Regions from separate parts of the Mus musculus genome. Here region 2 is linked to region 1. The links are chromatin contacts, called in public HiChIP or PLAC-seq maps. All regions are on one chromosome and are shown on one strand. The core of a region is the stretch at or near the end of the contact, and the rest is flanking DNA. Distances in the headings are between cores, read along the strand shown. Region 1 holds the start of Tnfsf13b (tumor necrosis factor (ligand) superfamily, member 13b). Region 2 overlaps Myo16 (myosin XVI).

The links. HiChIP or PLAC-seq counts read pairs in DNA pulled down with a chosen protein or histone mark.
Region 2: a contact with region 1 is called in an H3K4me3 HiChIP or PLAC-seq map of embryonic midbrain, with 6 times the contacts expected there. The contact joins the enhancer-like site here to the promoter of Tnfsf13b in region 1. A contact is called at or near these places in 4 of 39 promoter capture datasets (cranial neural crest, embryonic stem cells, frontonasal cranial neural crest and 1 more), 2 of 484 Hi-C or Micro-C datasets (embryonic stem cells and uterus), 3 of 115 datasets of contacts at active chromatin or transcription factors (embryonic basal ganglia, embryonic midbrain and stem cell-derived neural progenitor cells) and 3 of 9 other capture datasets (adipose tissue, liver and macrophages).

The regions. Positions count from the first base shown.
Region 1 is chr8:10,004,174-10,009,575 of GRCm38.p6, forward strand. Tnfsf13b (tumor necrosis factor (ligand) superfamily, member 13b) reads left to right here and starts at 2,460. Exons shown (of 7, transcript NM_033622.2): 1 at 2,460-2,987; 2 at 3,077-3,161. The coding sequence starts at 2,670.
Region 2 is chr8:10,412,485-10,417,886 of GRCm38.p6, forward strand. It overlaps Myo16 (myosin XVI), which reads left to right. Exons shown (of 35, transcript NM_001319151.1): 16 at 659-806. It overlaps Gm51561 (a long non-coding RNA gene), which reads right to left. Exons shown (of 3, transcript XR_003947504.1): 2 at 4,685-4,736; 3 at 805-1,818. Among named protein-coding and RNA genes, the nearest start is that of Gm51561, 15 kb to the right of the region's middle. Within about 2 kb of position 2,522, at least 15 of the 459 cell types and tissues checked have an H3K27ac peak or open chromatin away from gene starts, as enhancers often do.

The DNA.
Region 1 (5,402 bases), core at 1,210-3,709:
ATTGAGGCTGAAAATAAAAAGCAGGTAGCTGTGCTAGTAGTAAAGAGTCAGTTCATGAAATCAGAACGTGGTGGGAAGGATGATGACGGATACAACCAAGCAAAAGAAACATTACAGGACAGCAGCCAAAGCTGAGACAGTAGCACCTCCAACTGGGAGTGCGCACAGCCACAAGCCCACACAGCCGGGGAGCGCCAGTCATCGGAGCTGGAGCAGGGGGTTCCTCAACCCAAAGGAAACAGGCATCTTACGAGGAATTGAGAGTCCCCAACTTAAGTCACCAGAGAAGAACATTTCCATCTCATGATTCAGTCAAAAAATACATAGCAAAGAAACAATATTAAAAACTGTAACGGAAAAACGCCAGTTCTCTCCGTGGGCAGAAACACCAGAATAACAGCCAGGAAAGTAGGGAATATTGTATTTTAAGACCTTAAAGTAAGTGATTGCCAGTCAGGATTGATAGAAATAAAAACACTTTATGCAGCGCGTGGCAGTGGGGTCTATGCTGCAGAAATGATCTGTCTGAATACTATCTAGGGGAGGGGGAGAGTCTCACTCAGAGAAGCCCAGGAAAGAATAAATACATGAGAGCAGTGCAGAAACAAAGGAGAGCTGGGATCCGGCATGGCCAACACAGCAAGTCAGAAAAACAAAAAAACAAACAAAAAAATACTAATAGGACAGGGAGAAATAATTAGCAACATCCTAGCATCCCCCACAACCAACAAACCCACAGGAAACAGCAATCCCTTCTCAAAAAACCTAATGCAAACTTCCTCAGCACCAACATGCAGACCAACTTATTGCATCAAGACAAGATCTAACTATCTGGTATTCCAAGAGATGTGCCGTACGTGGTGGCCACCCACAAACTGCCGAAGGGCAGTGAGTACACCAGTGCTGTGCGGTGGTCAAGCAATAAAGAGTGCACTCACCATCGAGTAAATCTCAGATTAGATCATCAAACCATTTCCTCTGCAGGAAGCAAACCTTTGAGTTAGGGAGAGATAACGTTCATTTCCTAAGAAATCTAAGAGCCCTCACTGTAAAGGAGCTGTTTTTGTGTGAACTCTGTGGGCGTTGTACAGTGGTGCCTGCTAGCCAGAAGGAGGCTTCTTGACAAACTTTTTTGGAAGAAGCAGTGGCCATTGATGCACAGTGACAACCACTACCTGAACCAACACTGGACACTTATTCTAAAATGACCTGGACTCAGATTGGTCTGGGCTTTAAGTTGAGGAGTTTGGCCATGAAGTTCTTTGCCTTATAGAGCAGAGAAGGCAAAGGGCATCTTATAGCCCAGCTAGATAATTCCCTCTGGATAATTATACAGAACAGGAAGAAGGTGCCGTCCTTTGGTCTTGCACTTCTTCGAGTCATTTAATTTCTGTATGTGATTTGGTAATAACACATACCTGAGATATGTGCTTGATTTTGAAGCCGGGTTTTGCTCTGGAGCCCAGGCTAACCCTGAACCCACAATCCTCCTGTCTCAGCTTATCATGTGGTGGAATTCTAATCCTACCATTAAGTCTCATGAGGGAGGGCCAGGGGCAGAAGCTGGATGGGTGGTGGGGAAGCCTCCCTCTGGAATCCTTGCTGCTGTGTGTCCTTGTTTCTGAGATTTTCTTCCTAAGCTTCTGAGGGAAGGCAGCATGAGGCAAAACCACTGCTCAGCAGCCCGAGGTTTAGACAAATGGAGTCTCGGCTAAGTGTTCAATGGCCTGTGCTGACTGAAGATAAACGGATGTTGAGGTACCAGGCTCCCAGCCAGCCTTCCAGACCAGGAAAGACTAAAATGAATGGAGCAGTGCCTTCATGTCACCAAGCCCAGGCACAGACTGAGGACATCCTGTGTCCATACCTGTGAAACGAGTGCCATCAATGTGGAGACTGTGTGTCAGCTCCTAGCGGGGTGGGGGTGGGGACTGAGTCTCTGCCATGCTTCCCTGTAATCCACCCCACATTTAAAGCTCCCCCACCCCACCCCCACCCACCCCCACCCCCGGTGTGGCCTTAAATAGAGCTGTAGCATGTTCTCTTCGTTGCCCCACCAAGACGAGAGCAGAGTTCAGATGGAGTTCAGTCACTCAGCTTTATGGCGCTCCATTTCATCTTCCACTGGGGAGCTGTTGGCTTCCTTGTCCGGCAGCCAAATGCAGTTCAGACTCAAGCACTGAGCTTATCTGACTTGTACATTAATTATCGTTTATTACACCACTAGGCCTTCAGTGTCCCCTTTCCCCTTCCTTAGAAGCCATGTGGCTCCAAGTAGACAGTTCTTAAGAGCACACTGAAGGGAAAGCACCTTCGATAAGCTTGTCTGGAGTGAGTCAGTCTGAACCCCAAGCTGCCCCCCCCCCCAGCCGCCGTGTCAGAGGCCTCGCATCTCCCACAAACAGGACTGTATTGAGATAGAATGAAACATCTTACAAAAACTGAAAGTGAAATGCGGAAGGCAGATTGAGCAATCCATGGAAGGCCAGAGCCAGAGAACCTACTTCAGGGTAGCAAAAGATGCAGAAGAAAGTCAGGAGAGCGCTCCTGGGGGAACCCAGCCCTGCCATGCTCTGAGGGCAGTCTCCCAGGACACAGATGACAGGAAATGACCCACCCCTGTGGTCACTTACTCCAAAGGCCTAGACCTTCAAAGTGCTCCTCGTGGAATGGATGAGTCTGCAAAGACCCTGCCACCACCGTGCCTCTGTTTTTGCTCCGAGAAAGGAGAAGATATGAAAGTGGGATATGATCCCATCACTCCGCAGAAGGAGGAGGGTGCCTGGTTTGGGATCTGCAGGGATGGAAGGCTGCTGGCTGCTACCCTCCTGCTGGCCCTGTTGTCCAGCAGTTTCACAGCGATGTCCTTGTACCAGTTGGCTGCCTTGCAAGCAGACCTGATGAACCTGCGCATGGAGCTGCAGAGCTACCGAGGTTCAGCAACACCAGCCGCCGCGGGTGCTCCAGAGTTGACCGCTGGAGTCAAAGTGAGTTCACCCCTCCTCTGCCTGTGCAGGAGCCCCAGGTATGCCACTCCACAGCTGTCCAGTAACGGACTGGTTGTCTCTTTTCCTAGCTCCTGACACCGGCAGCTCCTCGACCCCACAACTCCAGCCGCGGCCACAGGAACAGACGCGCTTTCCAGGGACCAGAGGAAACAGGTACGGCTGGGGCACAGCAGTTAAGAGCTGGGGCTGTGCTGTGCACACCTGCAAGCCGCCCGGCCGCGGTGAACGAAGCACTTTGTGTAGCTTTGTAGCAATTGCAATAAGCTGCGTGGCGTGCCTTGCCCTACACTGAGCAGGGTGTATGGATAGGAGGATCCCTGTGGGAGGTGACAAGACGACTAGGGTGCACGGATCTCTCGCACTGATGTGTGCTCAAGGACTTAGCCGCAGAGCTCTTCCTGTCACCGCAGTCACGTGACCGCCTGCATCCCAGACAAGAAGCCATTCCCTAGCATTTTCAGATTTCCCATGTTCTGGCCAAGTTCAGATGTGGACAAACCCTGCATTATGAGGTTTTACTAATTTTTTTTTTAAACACACGCGCGCGCACACACACACATTGTGGGGGCAGTTGCAAAACACACAGAAATGGCAAAGACTGTAATGCACCCTTTCCATATGCAACATAATTTCCGTGTAATCAGTCTGGTGTGGCTTCAGTGGTTGTTGTCCATTCCCCAGCGTTTTGCAGAGTTGGGAGTTACTGAAATGGACTTTTCTTCTTGCTTCATGAGGAAAAAAAGAAGCAATACTTGTTTGTTAACAATACAATTCAGCACACTCCTGATGTTGACTGCCTTTTTATTCTTATAAAAAAATTTTTACCTGATAGTCTGAGTGAAAAACAGCTTAAAAGCTATATAAACAACAAAAATTCTTGACTCTCTAAGTTACATGCCAAAAGAGTATGAAAATATTACATGCACCGCAGTACCAAAATTTTTGTGCAAATCTGAAATTTACTGTATGTAGTGTTAGCTACCTTCTAACCTTTTTGCTGAAATAATTACAGCATGTATAGTGCACTGTACACAATAATAGAACATATGCCATGGTGCATATGTAGTAACAGTACATATACCACAATGGATGGAATAATAGCACATAATTACAGAGCATGTAATAAGTGCCCTGTATGTCACGGTGTGTGTAATAACAGTGCATAATCACAGCGCACATAATGGTACAAGCAGTACACTCTGCTGTATTTTATTTCTTATTTTACAATAAATATCTCACTGATTTCTTAGTAATTCCCTTTGTCTAATTTGCTGCTTGTGCTTTAAATAATGATTTTATTATTACTGTGACTGATACAGGATACACAATTTTTCTTGTGTGTATCTCTTGTGTCTGAGGAATTATGCATTCAATAGAACCATAGATTATTATTCAAGTTTCTTATTGTGAACTCTTTGGGGTGACAGGTTTCTATATGCTCATTAGAATTTCATCGTTGTACCTTCATTTCCATACTTATGTAGCATCAGATAGCTCCTCAAGTTTGAGTGTGAACCCCATCCACTAATTATAAATACTGTTCACATGTTTTTATCTTATTTTCAATTTTGTATTTTTAAATTAATTGGTTAGTTATCTATCCTTTTTATTTATTTATTTTAACAATTTGACATTGATGTAATTACTTGCGCTTCACCTTGTATTTTCTTCAAACCTATACAGAGCCGTTGTGATTGTCTGTCTCTTAAAGGGATTTCTGTTTCCTCTGGTTTATCAAGTTAAAGCACATTTGCCCCTCCCTGGCTTTCTAATTACCAAGCTGCAATCCCCTTTACTTGTCTCTTGTTCTGACCAAGCCTTCCTTTGCTCCTAACCTATTAATCCCTGTGTCTTTTGTTGTGGTAAAGCCTCTCACACTTGTATGACTTCCTCCTTTCTCCATCCCCCTTCAGGCTGTTGTCTCAAACAAAAGAATGCAACTATTTTCCATAATTCTGTGCTGGTGAGCTTGTGGAGTCAGTCCTTTATGCAGGACTGGATTTATGTGCTATCACTGGCCTATTTCTCTGCCCAGCTGCTTCGGATGGTCTAAGTAGTTTTACATTTTAGTGGACATCAATACCTAATAGTCAGGCGAGATGCCACAGAGGTCTTAAGTCATGTCTGCTACACTTCCAGGCTTCTAAGGACTGGTTTCAAAAAGAAACCACAACTTCGCCATTCTAAAGAGAACATAGACTCATTTTAAGAGCTTTAAGAGTAAAGAAGAGCAGAGAATTATAATGTATGTCGTTAATTCTAGAACGTTGGAGGTAGATGGAATTAAAGATTTCAGCCTGATCTATATAGAAAGTTCTGGACCAACAGGGCTACATAGGAAGAAAAAGAAGGAAAAGAGACAAAGAGAGACAGAAACAGAAAGAAAGAGAAAGA
Region 2 (5,402 bases), core at 1,272-3,771, 410 kb after region 1:
TCCAGCCTTATGAACTGAACAACTACTGTATTCTTGCTTGAACCTTCCATTGGTAGACAATTTTGGACTAGCTGGGCGATAGCCTATAAGCCATCCTAATGAATGTATGTATTAAATATATTTGTATAATAAATATATTGCAATAAATGTATGCGTGTGTGTGTGTGTGTGTGTGTGTGTGTGTGTGTGTTCATTCTTTCAGTTCTGTTTCTCTAGAGAACCATGACTAAGACAGAGGGAATCCTGTGTCATAGAATAAGGGTAGATCTTGCACACAGTGATAAGTTTCTCTAAAGGGATAGATAGGATTGCTAGACGAAGAGTGAGCTCTTACATAAAGCATGAGCTTTTCAGATGAGCACAGACCAGCACCAGCCCCTCAGACTTAACCAAGTATCATATAAGCTGCTTCCAGGGACCATATAGGCTATGGCAGCAGGGGTCAGGGCTCTGAACTCCCAATGCCTTGGGCTGAGTGTCTCTGAAGGGCCTAAACTAATGTAGAAAATAAAGTCTCTTCTATTTTTTTTTTTTTTTTTGAATGTCTGTGCTGGAAAAGGAGCTTTGTTGTCATGGTTTATAATTAATTAACATGTAAATTTATGGAAATTGAATTAACAATGCCATTTAACAGAATCCTGTCTCTTTTCCCAACCAGCCAGAATTTCCACTTACATGCTGGAGAAGTCCAGGGTTGTGGCTCAGCCTCCCGGCCAGGGCACCTTTCTGATTTTCTCCTGGTTGATGGACGGGTTATCTTCGGAAGAAAAATGTGGACTTCACCTTAATAACTTCTGTGCACACCGGTGAGTGATCAAAGGCTTTATAACAGTTTCCTGAACATTGGAAGCACAATTCTCAGCTTCAAATTGTCTTCATATGCCCAAGGAAGGCTGTTGGCCACTGTCAGGGCTGAGCTATCTATTAATATGCTGGACTGTCTTACTGTGTCTCAGATGGGAGGACAAAATCCTAGCATTCTGTAAGCATGCGGATGCTGTTTGGGAAACACTGTCTGATCTGCTGTCATCTTGTAATGTGTCGGGCCATGGTGCGGGTAGCTAATAGTCACTGGGTTTACACAAGAAAGAGAGGACTCTCAGTGCTAAATCAAGGGTGGTTGTTCTTCATGGGAGGTCAAAGCTTTGGGGAAATGCAGTCATTGGTGACACGTGAAGTCACAAAGGTGGTCTCCTGAGGAACACTGGTTCTACATACTCTCTCCTACCAGAAGCCAGCCAGACCCCACATGGCACTGTACCAGATTTGTGTTTGGATGAGAATTAGAAGTTATAAGGAGTGAATGGTACCCAGAGCAGAGGCTGCTGGGACGTGGGGTCTCCAGCTCATCTCTACTTCACTATGCTAAATTCTCTGGCTTAGTCTGTTGTATTCCTGTGGGGAAGCCTGTGATAAACGAGTGTGTGGTCACCGGCGTGATTCCGTGATACATAACCAGGTCAGGGAGCCGCGTGGTAGCTGATGACTCTGAGATGAGAGAGGGATACCTCAGATGGCTCCTGACATACAGACACCTATTGAGTCCTCACATGCACTTGGGGGCAGCATCCTGGTCAACTGAGAGCTGTCCCAGGGCTTCAATGGAAAGTGTGGTGTTAAGATACAGCAAGGGGCCATTGCATGTGATCAGAGTGTGTAGGAAGCATAACGGTGACTTCACGCACAGGCTACATCAGATGCTTGTCTCTCTTGGAAGAGATGTTGCAGGGCCCTAAACTGATACAAAGCCATGAACCTGTGGTGTCTCTGTGAGGAGCCCCAGCAGGGACAGTCAGGAGTCACAAAGAGTTCGGTGCCCTGCAACAAAGCAAGTGTCTTATTAGCGTGCATTATGAATAGCTAGTGGGTGCTATTCATATGAGGACAGGAGCCCCTGTGTGCTGCAGGATGTATCTGCTTACCCCATATTCTGCACAAACCTGCTGATCCCTGTCTTAAACAAACCTCATCTGAATTTACACAGTCCCCTTCTCCTTCTCTGCTTGCTCCCCCCCTCTCACACACACACTAGCCAAGTATGATGTTGATGAAGTAGGCTGTGTCTTACTAGTGTGCAAACCACCACAGCCTGCAGCCTGTCTCACACACAACAGCTCGTTATCTACGTGAAGCACTAAGAGGCATGTGCAGCAGTCCAGGGACTGCAGGGCCCTTGCACTTAGTATGCCTTCTGTGACCGTTATTCTAAAGGACGAGCACTGTCTCTGCCTGTGGTTTTAGAATCCGTGCAGCAGATGCATCTTTAACTTCAGCTATGTGCATGCTATAAGGTATTCTAAATCCCACACAGATACAGATAGACCCTACATCAGTACTAAAGTCCACCTATACACACATCTCTGCTTACAGCACAGGAAGGCTCGCTAGAGCACAGCACCTCTGCCTAACTGCAGAGCTTGCTCAGGGCAGGGGTGGGCACCCATCCCTCCAGTTCATGAAAACAGCATTTACCAAAGCACCTCTAGCCTTTATCAAGCTCTGACTAGGCAGAATGCATGCCCTGAGAATCCCACAAGAGGGCGCTCTCCCCACACCTCAAAGGGACACAAACCAGCCCAGCCAACCAATGCCAAACCAAACTTTCATTCTTTTTGCTTACACTTTTTTTCCCGTGTTTTTCTTTTCCTTGCCCCACATTTCTTACGTAAATAACATTTCATTTTTTGTGCACACAGTGTCATATGTGGGAGATAAATATAATTTATATTCCTGCAAATCGACATTTAATGAAAGCAGCGTATGCTGTCATTGCTGCTCACTTTAAATGATCTCCCTGCTGGGTTTAGCCTCTAGAAAACTTAGGCTTTTAAACCCGAAGAAGAGACTCTTAATCCCCGTCCTGGCTGACTGATGATGGAGAGGATTGTGGGACGGCACCCTAATGTTCTTCAGCAGAGGTCAGGCTTCGAACTGTGCTGGAAAGCAGTCATTTGACTGTGAGCAGGTGACCTGCTTCTCACCTGCGCTCAGAGAGCTGAGTCACCTCACCGTGGTTTGAACTTGTGATGGCTGCTAGCACCTGTCACAGGAGAGCTGAGCAATTAACTCCCAGGAAAGTGTGTTCTCTGCTGAGTCGTTAACTGCAGGGCTGGGGTGAATCTGAAGACATTTCAGACTTTTTTTTTCAAGGTAAAGAAAAACTTCAGGGTCATTTAAAGGTGACTCTCCATGACTCCATGACATACCAGCATTTGTTCAGGCACACGGTTTTAAGCAAGGGAAAATCTGATGGTTTATAAGACCTGTGTGTGAAAACTGCAGAGGGGTCTTGTAAACCTGTGTTTATAAGTCTTATGACTTAAGGAGTGGTGAAAACCCAGACCTGGCCCATGCTTGCCCCGTGTTCTAAGCTGAGATGCCGACCCTGGCAGCTTGAACCATTGGGCATCTGTCTAGGAAGACTTACGCAATTTTATTCAAAACTAAGTTTCCAGACAAGTTATATTGTGTAGCTTTTTGCTTGAATAATATTTTTGAGGTGGTATCGCAAGACTTTGTGAGTCACTCCACCCTCAGCATCAATAGGCAGCTATATATAGGACTTTTGAACCAGTGCATTTGCATGGATCACGTGACCGTGTCTTAAATCAGCGAGATTTCTGCATGAGCTTTAAACTCGTGAACTCTTTATGCACGGAGGCATCTCTTGCTTTGTTGTTGACACTGGGTGCTTCGAGGATGGCTTCCTACAGGGCTCTGTTGATTCTCAGTAACAGTAGAGAGTCACCTTTGATGTCACCATGGTGAGGATGAGCTGACCAGGGGCTGCAGCGGCCAGCCAGGTCAGCAGCTGGCACGTGCCAAGCTAATGTGAACATGCCTGGCTGTCCCATCCTTGGTGGTTTGGGTCAGAATCTGCACAGTATTCAAGTCGGTAGTGATCCCACCTCATTTCAACTGTGTGCTTGACCATTTCTTAATTCCCCTCCCCTCACCACGCTTTGGACAGTTAAACACTGTTCAAATTTAAGGGTGAAGTCACACAATAAGCTAGGGGTCAGAAGGATTACACAAGAGGGTTAGACATATATTTTAGCATAAATGGAATTTCTCGTGAGATTTCTAGTGGGGGGAAATCACATTTGATTGGAAAGGTTAAAGGTCACATGATCCAGGGTGGGTGTGTGCTTCCTTGTAATTTTATCATGGTTACTTGAAGCACTTCTACATAAAAATAGAGTAAACACTGAGGGTGCTTAGAACAGAGCATTGGATAAGAGCAAGCTGTTGGGAGGTAGGGCAGACACTGTATCGTTTGATTTTATCAAACCATGTTTTATGCATGGCCACAAAGACCAAGCCCCAGTCTCTGAGGGAGAGGATGGTTGACCGCCCTCCAGGCCCCTCCACTGCCTGACTGGTGGTGGCTTCAGTTGTGGGAAGTTGTACTGAAGTTCACACGTTACTAAGTGAGACGGATCAGCCTGCCGACTCCTAGTGGGCTCGTGCACTTCAGTCATGGAAAGAGAAAGTCATTCTTGGGTCAGAACACAGCTCAACACTAATCCGGGCTTGGCATGCATTAGCTTGTGAGTTTGGAGACGTGGGGATCTGGCCTTAATGACTTACTCATTATTCCCAAACCCAAAACGCTCTGAGAACCAGACGTTTATTTATGACTTATGTGGTGGTGAAAACCCAGACCTGGCCCAACCTTGCTCACCATCGATGTTCGAAGCTGAGATGAGACCCCGGCAGTTTGAACCATTATGCATCTGTCAAGGAAGACACATGAGATTTTATTCAGGACTAAATTGTTTTTTGATTAGAAGATGTTGCCCCAGGTCTACCAGGGATGAAAACACTACTTTTGCTTTTTTAAAATGTGGATTTCGGAATGAGCTTTGCTTTAACAGCAAAGCAGGGTCTGCTGCAGCATCACAGTGCGCGGGTCTGAGCAGAGTAGGGTCCAGCTTTCTCACTGTGTTCCAGACACCTAGCACCTCCAGGACCCCCGCAGAGCACTGGCTGGGGGAACATTAGTAAGACACACCTTACCTCTGAACAGGAAGCTCCTGCCGCCTTCTGTCCCCATCCTCCCAAACCCTACTTACTTATTATAAGCATAGATCTATTTTACTGCCTGTAAATTATGGGATGTGAGATGGGCATAGATAGAGACCATTGAGTGGACTTCGGTTTGCTCAGCTGGTCACTGTGACTGGATAGATAGATGGGAGTTTTAGATTTGGGTAATGAAAAAGGGCAAGGGCAGGGCTACTGGGTGGTCCCACTGAGATTTCACAGGGTCATGTTCACAGCTTGTGTGTGTATGTATGTTTTTAACGTGTGACTGTGTTGTGTGAGAGTATATATGTATGTTATGTGTGTCTATGTTTGACTATATGTGTTCATTTGTGTGTTTATATATAAGTATATGT